Linked DNA regions of Mus musculus: region 2 is linked to region 1. The links are chromatin contacts, called in public promoter capture Hi-C maps. All regions are on one chromosome and are shown on one strand. The core of a region is the stretch at or near the end of the contact, and the rest is flanking DNA. Distances in the headings are between cores, read along the strand shown.

Region 1 (6,552 bases), core at 2,370-4,869:
ATGGTAGCTCACAACTATAGTTCTACGGTATCCAATACCTCTGATGTCTGTGGGTAGAAATGCACATGGTGCCTACACAAAACACTCACACACAAGTAATCTAACTAAGTAACTAACGAAATACCCAATTTAAAGTGCTTTTAAGAGACGGTCTCACTATGTTGCATACAATGGTCATACACCCAGTGGTTGAATTCATAAAGACCTCCCCATGATATCCCGAAGCCTCAACAGAATCTGACTAAAAAGACCAGACTCTAAAGCAAACCGTGTCAGGAATGTCTTGAGGTACATGGGGTTAGTGACATGTTCTTTATTGAGCTACAAGCGTTGTCACATCTTAAGTGAAATTACTTTCTTGGTGGACTGGATGAAGCCGCCCCAGAAACATCATGTCTTGGCAACTGTAGGACACCGTAAGACGGAGCACAAAGGTGGAGGCCAGAAGTACTGAGAAACAGAAAGCTGGTGATGGCCCTAACCAATAAACACAACCTGGGTGACTCTTTCAAACAACATCGGCCTCTTCTGCAGTTTTTCCTCTTGTTCCTCCAGTTCTTGCCAATATTCTCTCATCCTGGCCTTTTCACTCCTTCTAGAACCAGATAAAGAGAGTGGCATTTTAAAGGTCAGCTACGGAAGCTCTCCTAGGACATTCACCTCAGAAGACAAACCAGGAAGTGAGAGCACAGCTCAGCCCAGTTCCTTTTCTAGACTGGCAAGATTTTCATAAATCCAGAATAAAAAGCCCAGGTTTTGAAGAAACACAGTGTACTGCCCTGGGAATGGTCTGGTCATTTTGATTTCCAAAGTCTTCAAGGCAAAAAGACTTCAGTCTTGCCTGAAAAAGTGTTTTATATAAAAGTATACAAAAGCAAGAAAGTCTGGTCCAAATGGGTATCTTAAAAAATATTCTTTCAAAAACAAGACCCTGAAACTGGTCAGTTGTGGCACAAACCTTTAGTCCCAAAACTCTGGGGCAGAAGCAGGCAGATATCCCAGTGTGGGACGAGCCTGGCCTACAGAGCTAGTTCTTAGGGCAGCCCAGGGTACACAGAGAAACCTTGTTTCAAACACCAAAATAAAAAGACCCTGCTTTTCTTCTTTCCCTAAATGAGATCACCTAGTGGGCAGTGGCAACATTAATTAAGTGGGAGTAGGTAAGAGAGAAAGTGGGGCTCATGAGAATGTAGCAACTGAGGGCAGAGCCAAAAGCATGAACCTCGCTGTGCTCATCCTCTGGACCAGATCCCACAATGAATTAAACTTCACTGTTTTTTTGTTTTGTTTTGTTTTGTTTTGTTTTGTTTTGTTTTCCTCTGTATAAGATATACTAGAAGCAACCAAGACAAGAGAGTTTCATGGGTACGGAAAATAATTATACTTTACAAAAATTATGCTTACTCAAAGTAAGTTGGTATTCAACTTCCTACAGGCAAATACTGTATTCCTAAGGAATTTTTTGCTCAAGTTCATCAAACTCGGCTCTATTAGTGGGCTGATCCTATACTGTAAAGGAAGGCTCAGTGATAAAATAGATGTACGTATTTGGATCTTAAAAGTTAATAAGTCATATTACTTACCCAGCTTTGGAGGGCCTTTTCTTGCTTAAGCATGACCATTTTTATGTGCAATGTTTGGAATGCTGGTTTTCAGACTCTGCTTTATAGAATTCTAGTAGTATTCTGTAAAGGACTGTAGGTGTTCTGTGGCTGCTATCAGTCATGAGGGGCAGCATGTACCCACCATGCATCCACTCAAACTGTTGTATTTGGTACAAACTTCGAACAGAACTCCCTGACTTATCCAGATCAGCCAGTCTGTGTACAAGATCCTGGCTTTGGTCCTCACATGCCCAGCCCCCAGCACCAGATGTATAATGTACATATGTATGTATGTATAATGTATGTATGCAATGCATGTATATATGCCAAATATTTACATAATTTATAAATAAGAACACACTTGCATAAATAAGGTTTTGTGCTGGTTTTTAAGCAATTACTAACTATGACCATAACAAAGCCATTTCTGTTCCACATGGTCTCATGGTTCTCGCTATGGAGGTAAGTAAATACACTGACTGTCATTATAAGATGTATATGTGTGCATATATGTAACAGTTGAGTAGGAACAGCCAAAGATTATTTAAATCCATAAATTAAGATGCCATAGTATTTTCATATCTAGGTATCCACTAGTTAAGCAGGAGGAAAGGAAAGGAAAGGAAAGGAAAGGAAAGGAAAGGAAAGGAAAGGAAAGGAAAGGAAAGGAAAGGAAAGGAAAGGGAAGGAAAGGAAAGGAAAGGGAAGGAAAGGGAGTTTGGCAGCTGATGTTGGCGTTCCCAGGCTCTTCCGTGGTACCTGAGCTCCTTCACCCTGGCTTTAACTATCTGAGACAAGCTCTGGTGGGAGCCATAAGCCTTAACCCGGGTTGCCAGCAGTTTCTGCAAGTCTTTCATTCTTTGCTTCTGTTTAGTTAGGATCCGATTTCTCTCTTCTTCCAACATTTTCTTTTCCTCAAGGGATTTCCTGAGGGCAACAAACTAAGGCTTAATTAATGCACTTTAAGCCAAGGAGGAAGTTGTCCAGCAAAGACTTAACAGGGCATAATTCAAAGGCTGGAAAAAAAAAAAAGCCACCTTTTGACCAAAATCTTAATTGTGACCTTGGAAATCCAAGCAAGGCTGATGGTGTAAGCTTATCTACCTATCATCCCCAAGGAAATCACATTTGTCTCTTAGAAGAACGTTCTTAGCAAACGATTTTCTACCATGTCATACAATACCTTCCAGATAATTTAGTAAATCCAGATTTACCAGGGTAAAACCCATAGGGTTTTATGCCAGTTCAGCAACCATGTGGCAGGGAGTGACCGTCCTGAGGCCTTACCTGATGGCTTGCTCCCGCCCTCGGGAAGACGCGGTGGGCATCGGTGGGCTGCATTCATGAGGCCTGGGCTTTGGGTTCGAGCTTCTTCCCGGTGACTTGCGCCTAGGAGACCGACCCGGCCTGCGTGTTTCTCTCAAAATTTCTTCATCTGCTCTGATGTCTGCCAAGAGTTTCTGTCTTTTATCAGAGTCACAAGGGGATTCGTGAAGACAACACTCTTCACAAAGCATTGGGCATTTCAGAAAGCTGTATTCAGAGAAGGGCTCCTTCCATTTTTCTAAGTCTCCATCACGCCTCAGGCACCTACGCCTGTGTTTACCCCTGGGCTTTGCAGGACTTCTGGGGTCCCTGAAACGTCTGCAAGCTGACCGACTGGGCCAAGGCGAATTCTGTAACAGATCTCTGACCTTTGGCAGCATCCTGCTGTCCCCATAGAGCTCTTCTTCCTTTGGCTTGTCACTCGCAGCTGGCCTGTAAATAAAACGAGGCACAGGTTTGGCTTTAAACTGATTCGTTTTCCTTTTAGCCCTAAAAAGGTCTCTCAGCTTCTTCTCGCGGACTGCTTGCTTCTGTTCCTCCCTCGCAATGAACTTAAAGGGCTTCAGGGAGGCCAGGAGCGCAGCTCTGTTCCTCTCCCGGGCCTTCTTCCGGCGCTCCTCACTCTGCTTGACTAGATCCTCATAAAGGGGAAGGAGCACGCAGGAAGGAACGGGATTGGCTCGGAATTTCTTCTTACACTCTGCATCGTCCTCGTCCCTCTTGAGCAGCTTTGTTTCCAGATCTGACCGAGCACTCAAGGCCTTCTCTCTCCGATTCTGCTCTCTTACCGTCATTTCAAAGGGTACAGGCACTGTAATCTTGGGTGTCAAGGATTTAGCTTTCTTCCTTTTTTTCTTAGCTGTTCGGGAGTCTGAGTCATACTGAATATAATCTTCAACAGAAAAGTCGTTCCACATGTTGTTTATGAGCTCCTGGGCATGGACCATTGCGCTGCTTTCCCCGGGAGTCTTTTCCTCTAGGTCGGGCAACCCCTCATCAGTAGTTGTGGACAAGGAGGACGACCCGTCTAGGTCAGGCTCTGAAAGTGAGGTCACTGACAAGGCAGGATGTGAGCAGCTCTTTTCCGATGCAGAACTAGGGAAGAAGAATAATTAGGGTGCACTTCCAATTTTATGTGGCCAAATGTTAAAATTACTGTAATTACAGATTTTCTAGTATTAAGGTATAGTCAGCCAGAAGGGAGTAGCTGTCTAAGGGTCGTGACAATATCATTTTTCGTTAGAATAGAGCTGAAAGATGACTATGAATTATCTAATACACTCTCACTTTTCAGAGAAGGAACTTGAGTCTCTTCTGTCTTCTGAACTGCTTCTCCTGTCTTACTTTTATTCATCTCCTCTGTGCTTCCCAGAGTCACCATCTTGACCATGTCTGACCATGTTACTCCTACCTAACACTTTCATCTTTGCTACAAAGTCTGAACTACTTGTCAATCAGTACTGGCCCCTGCTTAGCCAGCAGTCTTTCCCCTCCCTAGCCTAGTTATCATTCTAGAAGTGTTCTCACCTGACTCCTTTCTCCACCATGCCTGCTGCTGTCCTGAAGGCCACTCCTTGCTTCCTCTATCCACTCTGCCTCTTATTTTTCTCCAGTTTGAACTCAGTTGGGCATGCTAGTGCATGCTAATAGAAACCAAGACTGGAAGGATATGGGGGTTCAAGGCTAGCCTAAGCAACATAATGAGAGCCCATCTCTTAGGCACTGAGGATTTGATTCCTAGCTTTAATTGGAGGGGGAAAATCATACTTATGTATGACACCTTTGTTGACACCAGCCCCTGAGCATGATCACCACTTCTTCTGTTTCAGAGACACTGGAGTGTCATGTCGTATTGCATGTCTACTTTTGAGGCTTGGTCTGTTGTCATGTATTGTAATGCTAAATTCTGTACCTGAAGGTCTAGGCCGCCAAGGGAATTCTCACATTTACAAATTTTTGTTGTGCAAACCTTGTTTCTCGATTTAAAACTATTGTTTAAACAAAATTGGCTACAGCCAATTACTGGAGGGATTAGAGGGAGGTGGGTTTTAGGTAACCTGGTTGGGGTGGAGAAGAGACTGAGAGGATGGTAGGAGAGAGAAGAGACTGAGAGGATGGTAGGAGAGAGAAGAGACTGAGAGGATGGTAGGAGAGAGAAGACGCCGTGGGCTCGGAACCTTAGAGTCCTGGCCCTGAAGGCTGGCCAGTTGGAGCTGGGAGCAGCCCAGATGGAACACAGCAAGTAATAACTCGGCGTCATAGATAGGAAAGTAGATTCTAATAGCATAGAGGGTAATATCTGCCCAGCTCTGGTGCTGATAAAGGCTAATTGTAAATAACAAAAGTTGTGTCTCTTATTGGAGAACTGAAAGGTCAAAGGCAGGGTAAAAGCCCTCAAATGAGATCAAAGTCTGTGACCTTCTTGGGGATGTCAGAGCTCAAACAGCTCTGACACACAGACAATGTACAGTCAGCTTACAGTTTCAAAGGAAGCAGGGCCACATTAGAAAAGAGCGTTGATGCTAGATTGCTTTTAAAAACAGAAATCAAGGGCTGGAGAGATGGCTCAGAGGTTAATAGCACTGGCTGCTTTTCCTGAGGTCCTGAGTTCAATTCCCAGCAACCAAATGGTGGCTCACAACCATCTAAAATGAGATCTGGTGCCCTCTTCTGGCCTGCAGGCATACATACAGGCAGGCCACTGCATACATAATACATAAATCTAAAAAACAAACAAACAAAAAACACAAATGACAAAACAGAACAAAAAACCCCAGAAGTCAAAACCTTGCATCTTTAATGAGCTCATCTTTTAATTTTTTAAAATAAACTTTAATTTTCATTCTTTAAAAAAGACTGGCTGGGCATGGTGGCACACACCTTTAATCTTAGCACTCCGCTGTAGGGGAATTTCCCTTAATCATCTGATTGGCTAAGAAAGATGACAAGTAGCCAATCGCTGGGTGAAAATGAGGAAGTGGGTTTCGGAGCAAGAAAGGAAGAGGAGGGAGGAGGAGGAGTTGAAGAAGATGGAGGACAGAGGAGAACAGGGTTGTAGATGTTGGAAGGAAGATGGAGTAGAAGCGAATGGCCTGGAGAAACTGCAAGGAGTAGGGATTTCATGGCTGGGGAAGAAAGTGTTGTAGAGGCATGTCTGCCCAGTATAGGTGTGCAGTTTATAAATATACAACTGAGTTGTGTTTTCCTTGAATGGACTTACTGGGTTTGGAGATTCACTGCAACAAAGTTGTGTTTTCCTTAAATGGGCTTATAGTGGTTGGAGATTTACCACAACACTACGCAGGCAGAGCCAGCTTGATCTCTGTGAATCCAAGGCCAGCCTCAATATTTACATAGTGAGTTCCTGGACAGCCAGATCTACACCAGAGAGACCTTATGTCAAACAAGAACAAAAGGCCCAGCTCAAGCAAAGCATGGTTGCAAGTAATCCCATCATCTAGGAAGTGGAAGTGAGAGGATCAGGAGCTCAAGGACATCCTTGGCTATGTAAGACCCCCTTTCAGGGACCCCCACTCTAGTCTCGGGAGTGAGAGAGCACCCAAAGAAACACGAGAATCCCTCCTGTTGTAAACACATGAGGCAGTTTAATGATGGAGCTCCG
Region 2 (6,552 bases), core at 1,250-3,749, 190 kb before region 1:
TGATGGGATCCTAACTCAGGTCCTCTGCAGGAGTAGTGTGTGCTCTTTACTGCTGAGCATGTCTCTAGCATGCATTCTGTATGGTAAGTGATCCCCAGGAGACTCATGGGCACTTGAAACTTTGAGAAGTGCTGGTTACTCAATGACCATAGACACTGTTGTGTGAACACTGGTAGGGCCTGAGGTGAAAAGGCTAGTTTGCTTTGATAGTGTACATAGAGCAAAACGATGGTGGGATGGGTAAAGACTCGGAAAGGGCTCCCCTAGGTCAAATGGAGCTCAGTGCAAATGAATTCCCTCCATCCATCAGGAGGATCCTGCTCTAATGGCTCCAGGAAAACAAACTAGAATAAACAAAGAATTCAGCCCGAAATATAACTAAGTGTGACCCAATTTATTTTAATTAATTTCTTTATTTCCAGAGTGATCTATACAGTTGATCCAATTTGCTACTTTCTCCTGAGCATATGACGTATCGACAGTCATGCATTAACTAAAGGAGATTAAATAATAGCTTCTGAGTGCTTGGGACCAGAACTGTCGGTTCACACCTCCCCTTTGCAATGAGAACGTCATGATAAAATCAGGTGAGAGATCATATATGGTCATTGGCAGAACAGCAGCCCCAGATGAGGTGCCCACGTTAGAGAAATCCCGACTCTGACTTAGGCAAGGTAAAACACACTAGCGCTTTTCAGATGGAGATAAACAACAATCCAAACAACACAGAGTACTCTTTTGTTTTCCTGTGTACGTGTGTGGTGCAAACACTCATGTGCATTTGTATCTCCCTCAGTGTGTGCACATGGATGTGTAAGCCTGTGGAGGCCCAGGGTAGGTGTCAGGGGTGTCTTCAGTAGCTGTCCACCTCATTCATTGAGTCAGGGTCTCTCAAGTGAACCCAGAGCTCACTAACCAGCTTTGTGGGGGGTGTTCCCTATTTCTGCCTTCAGTGCTGGAATTACTGGTGTTTGTATGTGTTCTGAGATCCAAACTAATCCTCCTGTGTTCATGAATAGCACTTTAATGGAGTTGTCTCTCCAGTCCTGTATTGTAATTGCTTTGGTTTTGGGATGGAATCTCATTATGGAGCCTTCCCCGGCTTTGTAGATCAGGCTGGCCGGGGACTTACTGCTTAAGCCTCCCAAATGCCAGGCATGTATACTGAACCGAGCAACAGCAAATTTTTAGCTGGTGACCAGCCCTGGCACTTGGGGGAAACAGGTAGATGAGAAGTTCAAGGTCATCCTTAACTGTATAGAAAGAAGGTTTGAGACTAGACAGGATCTTGCTCTGCAGCTCTGGCCAGCCTGAATGCTGCAGAAACCTTCAGCCTTCTGCCTGCCAAGTACTGGGAGTGCAGAGTGCAGGTTTTTTGTTTTTGTTTTTAATTTATTTATTTATCTATTTTATATGTATGAGTATCCTGTAGCTATCTTCAGACACACCAGAAGAGGGCTTCAGATCCCAATACAGATGGTTGTGAGCCACCATGTATGTGGATGCTGGGAATTGAATTCAAGACATCTGGAAGAGCAGTCTGTGCTCTTAACCACTGAGCCATCTCTCCAGCCCCAGAGTGCAGGTCTAAGAGCAGCTTTCTCTATGAAAAGATTTTATGACATCACTGTTAAATTTGATCCCTATAGAAATTGTCAAGCTGGGCTGGTGAGATGGCTCAGTGGTTAAGAGCACTGACTGCTCTTCTGAAGGTCCTGAGTTCAAATCCCAGCAACCACATGGTGGCTCACAACCATCTGTAATGAAATCCGCCGCCCTCTTCTGGTGTATCTGAAGACAGCTACAGTGTACTTAGATATAATAATAAATAAATCTTAAAAAAAAAAAAAAGAGGGCTGGTGAGATGGCTCAGTGGGTAAGAGCACCCGACTGCTCTTCCGAAGGTCCAGAGTTCAAATCCCAGCAACCACATGGTGGCTCACAACCATCCGCAACAGGATCTGACTCCCTCTTCTGGAGTGTCTGAGGACAGCTACAGTGTACTTACATATATTAACAAAATAAATCTTTAAAAAAAAAAAAAAGAAAGAAAGAAAGAAATGGTCAAGCAAACACGGGAGTGTGGTGGCACACTGTCTGGAATCTCAGTGCTTGGGAAGAAGTCAAGAAATCAGGAAACTCAGGGTCGTCCTCGGGTACAGCAGGTTTCAGCCCAGCCCGGGCTATGTGAGATTCTAAGTAAAAGAAAAGAAAAGAAAAGAAAAGAAAAGAAAAGAGAAAAAAAAAAAACTAAATAAAAACAAAGAAAGAGACTAATTGAGATGGTGTTGTCGTCAGCGACCCCATCTCGCGGCAGTGAAGTTAGAAAGTGGGGCCTGAAGAAGCGCCTGGTCCTGGAGACGCTTCTCTTCCCTCAGCCACATTTAGAATTCACAGAAAATATTTAAAAGCCTCTGCGAGGTAACTTCTAATCCCCCATGCAGTTTTGAGCCAATCCCACCCTTGAGGCAGCCACGCCTCCCGGGAGCAGAGGTGGAGGGGCGCTATTGTTCTGGGTTTCCTTTCTTTGTCCACTCCCGCCCCTGCCTCCGCTGCCTGGCCACCTCAGCCTTCCCCCTCTGCTCGGGGCCTGGGTTTTCCCTGCTCAGCCCGTTAGTTCACAACTCACAGTGTTGCACCCGTTTTTAAACTTCCTTTTCTCCAAAAAGAGCATTTCTGTAGTTCCCAAGGACTGTTCCGTCTAAGAATAAACACTGGCATTCAAGCGGAGCGAAGGGATCTACTTATTGGGGCTTGTTTGTTTTGAGACAGAGTCTTACCCTGTAGCTGAGACTGGCCTGGAACTGGAGAGCCTTCTGCCTTCACCTGCAGAAGTACTGGGTTTACAGGTGTGTACCACCAAGCCAACTACAACACACTTCTGTCTGAGTCGTTGGCACACTCTGTAGAATAAAGCAACTAGTCATAGTAATTGGTTACTTAAAAATTTAAAATCAAACCCAGCATATCAGATGTACATATGAAATTTGGACACTGCCTCCAGCCCTCATCCCCTCACCCCCTACCCCCACCCCACCCCCCACCACACCCCGTGGCAGCTTCCTGAAGGCAAGGAACACTGGTGTCATGTGACACTGCCCACTCTGCTCCATTCTAAGGATTTTGATCAGTGCATAATTGTAGCCCAACAGCTCACAGTCCCTCCCCCACACCACAGTAGACTCAAAGTCAATACACACAATTAAGAGGTAAAATTGTATTATTACTTATATAAGGAGAGCATCAGGACTGATCCCAAAGAAGTGTCTCGGGAGGGAGCTTTCACTGGGAAGCGAATCAAATCCATACAGAAAAGTCTCTTCATGTAGAAGTAGACAGTTTTCTGAGCATGTAGTAAGACAACATGGTTTTTCACTTAACATACTGATTGTTTGTTTGTTTTGTTTGTTTGTTTGTTTTGTTTTTTTTTTAATTTAAAGGGGGGGGGATAGACTGGGTGGTGACAGATACCTTTAACCCAGTATATGGGAGTCTGACACAGGTGGATCTCTATGACATGTCTAAGGTCAGTCTGGTCTACATAGCAAGTTGCAGGCCAGCCAGAGTTACTTGGTGAGATCCTGTCTCAGAGGACTAGAATTTTGTTCCCTGTGTTCACATCAGGCGACTCATGGTTTCTGGCCTCCATGAGCACACATATGTGTGTATACATACACACATATGTGTATACATACACACTTACACATAGGCCAAGTGTTACATTTATAAACAGTCCTGATCAGTAAGTTACATTATATTGAAACAAAGTGCTACAACATAAACTTCGAAATGAAGGTTAAAGAAAAAAAAAAAAAAAGAATTAAGTTGGGAATTGAGGGTAGAGTGTTGACTCAGCAGTTAGGAGTGCTTGTTTCACAACCAGGAGGACTGGAGTTCTGATTCCAACAGCCACATAAAAAGCTGTGTGTTCAGTACGTACCCAGGTGTGAGTGGAGCTGGTACTGGAAGATCTCTGAGGGTGGCTGGCTTCCAGCCTAGCCCAGAGAATACGAGCTATAGGTTCAGGCAGAAACTCTGCCAAGAGGCAGGAGAGATGGCCGTGTGGTTAAGAGCACTGGGCCGTTTTCCCAAAGGACTTAGGTTTGAATCGCAACACCTACAAGGTGGTTCACAAACATCTGTAACTCTAGGTCTCGGGATTCTGATGCCTCCCTCTGGCTTTTGCAGTAATCAGGCACAGACACAGTAAACAGATACACATAAAGAAAAAATATTCCATAATAATTAAAAAAGGAATAAGCTGAGAATGATAGACAAGATACCTGATGCCTTCAGGTGTCTGTACCTGTATACACATGTGCACATACACTTACACAAACTCATACGCACATAGATAAATAAATAAATCATCTAAAAAAATAAAAGAAGGGCCGGGCAGTGGTCTCGCACACCTTTAATCCCAGGCAGAGGCAGGAGGATTTCTGAGTTTGAGGCCAACCTGGTCTACAGAGTGAGTTCCAGGACAGCCAGGGCTACACAGAGAAACCCTGTCTCGAAAAAAACAAAATAAATAAATAAATAAATAAATAAAGGTTTGAAGTGGAAATTTCTGGTTTCTTTGGAAATTCAATTGTGTCATATGATGTTTCCTGGGGCAGACAGGTGAAAGGAAGTTTAGAATATTGCAGCAGGCACATGTAAGACATGTTTTGCTGAAGTGGACATGGGATGTGACCCCACAGACGGTGGGAGGGGCTCTGACATTGGCTCACCTTGCTAGTTGTCACTGATGATGCTGTTGTATTGGTTCACCTGGCATCACTCTGCTGGTCTTCCCTTGGCATGACTTCATAGAGAGTAACTCACCAAAGAACTTCTGATGTTCTGGTGACTTCTTGTTCTTCTGCCACACAGGCCGCTTTACTGAGCCTCACGGTTTCTTCTGGCTGGAACTGCAGTTCATGCGTGGTGATTGCCGAGTGGATTGGAGTGCATCTGCTGATGATTTGTGTCTGTGCTTTGCTAAAGGACTTCAGACAACAAAGATTGGAATCACCCCCAAAGAACTGTTTCTATAAGAGGTCCACAACTCTGTTTCCTATCTTTCCCCATGACCTTTGCTGGGTGGTGGGCTAAAAGGGAGGTTGAAGCGTTTAAGAACCCTTATTAAAGTAGGTTTGGAAAAAATCAAAGCCTACAAAGGTTGTGATACAGTACAACAGATTTCTCCCTTCAGGAAGAAGAGGAAGGCTAGGAAGGTAGAAACTGGCAAAATTCTCCAAGGCTCTTCACTAACTATACATGGAATAAACAACTATTTAGGGAGTAGGCACTGACCAGTAGAACAGCAGAGAGCCAAGCTCTGGGACCAGAGAGCTACCATCAAGGCCTGCAAGGAGCTCCAGGCCTGAGGCTGCTATATCCTCAACTATTTTGGGGTGGACTTAGGTGATGTATCTGCTTTTTAAAAAAAAGATTTATGTTTATTTCTATGTGTGTGTGTGTGTAACTGTGCCGTGTGTGTAACTCTGTGCCGTATGCTGGTGCCCGAAGCGATCAGAAAAGAACATTAGATTCCCCTGAAGCTGGATGTGGGTGCTGGGGATTGAACTCCAGTCCTTTTCAAAGTCAGCATGAACTCTTACTGGCTCAACCATCCATCTCTCTAGCTGCTTCTTCTTTCCTCCCTCCCTCCCTCCCTCCCTCCCATCTCTCCCTTCCTTCCTTCCTTCCTTCCTTCCTTCTTTCCTTTATTTCTTCCTTTCTCTCTCTCTCTCTTTCTTTTTCTTTCTTCCTTCCCTTCTGTCTTAGTCAGGGTTTTTATTCCTGCACAAACATCATGACCAAGAAGCAGTTTGGGGAGGAAAGGATTTATTGGGCTTACACTTCCATACTGCTGTTCATCACCAAGGAAGTCAGGACTGGAACTCAAGCAGGGCAGGAAGCAGGAAGCAGGAGCTGATACAGAGGCCATGGAGGCACGTACCTTACTGGCTTGCTTTCCCTGGCTTGCTCAGCCTGCTCTCTTATAGAACCCAGACTACCAGCCCAGAGATGGTCCCACCCACAAGGGGCCTTTCCCCTTGATCACTAATTGAGAAAATGCCTTACAGTTGGATCTCATGAAGAAATTTCCCCAACTGAAGCTCCTTTCTCTGTGATAACTCCAGCTTGTGTCGAGTTGACACAAAACTAGCCAGTACACCTTCTCTTCTTCTTCTTCTTCTTCTTCTTCTTCTTCTTCTTCTTCTTCTTCTTCTTCTTCTTCTTCTTCTTCTTCTTCTTCTTCTTCTTCTTCTTCTTCTTCCTCTCCCTCCTCCTCTCCCTCCTCCTCTCTCCCTCCTCCTCTTCCTCTCCCTCTCCCCCTCCTCTTCCTCTCCTCCCTTCCTTTTCCCCCCTCCTCCTCCCCCCTCCTCCTCCTCCTCTTCTTCTCCTCCTTCTCCTCCTCCTTCTTCTTCTTCTTTTGAGACATTCCTACTCCTGTAAGAATGCTCTTAACCATACCCTGTCAGTGACCCCAGTAAAAACTCACAGTTTCCTCAAGTTGGACTTTGTGTGATTATTACTTTGGTCTGTTGTAGGCTTCCTTTC

What was found. Capture Hi-C pulls out chosen DNA fragments and counts their contacts.
Region 2: a contact with region 1 is called in a promoter capture Hi-C map of adipose tissue. The contact joins two enhancer-like sites. A contact is called at or near these places in 2 of 39 promoter capture datasets (embryonic stem cells and liver), 1 of 484 Hi-C or Micro-C datasets (embryonic stem cells), 7 of 115 datasets of contacts at active chromatin or transcription factors (bone marrow-derived macrophages, double positive thymocytes, embryonic stem cells and 1 more) and 3 of 9 other capture datasets (adipose tissue, liver and pancreatic islet).

Annotation. Positions count from the first base shown.
Region 1 is chr11:23,017,473-23,024,024 of GRCm38.p6, reverse strand. Fam161a (family with sequence similarity 161, member A) reads right to left here. Exons shown (of 5, transcript NM_001363283.1): 4 at 2,892-4,025; 5 at 283-595. The coding sequence ends at 478. Among named protein-coding and RNA genes, the nearest start is that of Fam161a, 12 kb to the right of the region's middle. Within about 2 kb of position 3,619, at least 17 of the 459 cell types and tissues checked have an H3K27ac peak or open chromatin away from gene starts, as enhancers often do. A contact at or near this core is called in adipose tissue, where this site is marked.
Region 2 is chr11:23,207,333-23,213,884 of GRCm38.p6, reverse strand. No RefSeq gene overlaps it. Among named protein-coding and RNA genes, the nearest start is that of Xpo1, 45 kb to the left of the region's middle. Within about 2 kb of position 2,499, at least 106 of the 459 cell types and tissues checked have an H3K27ac peak or open chromatin away from gene starts, as enhancers often do. A contact at or near this core is called in adipose tissue, where this site is marked.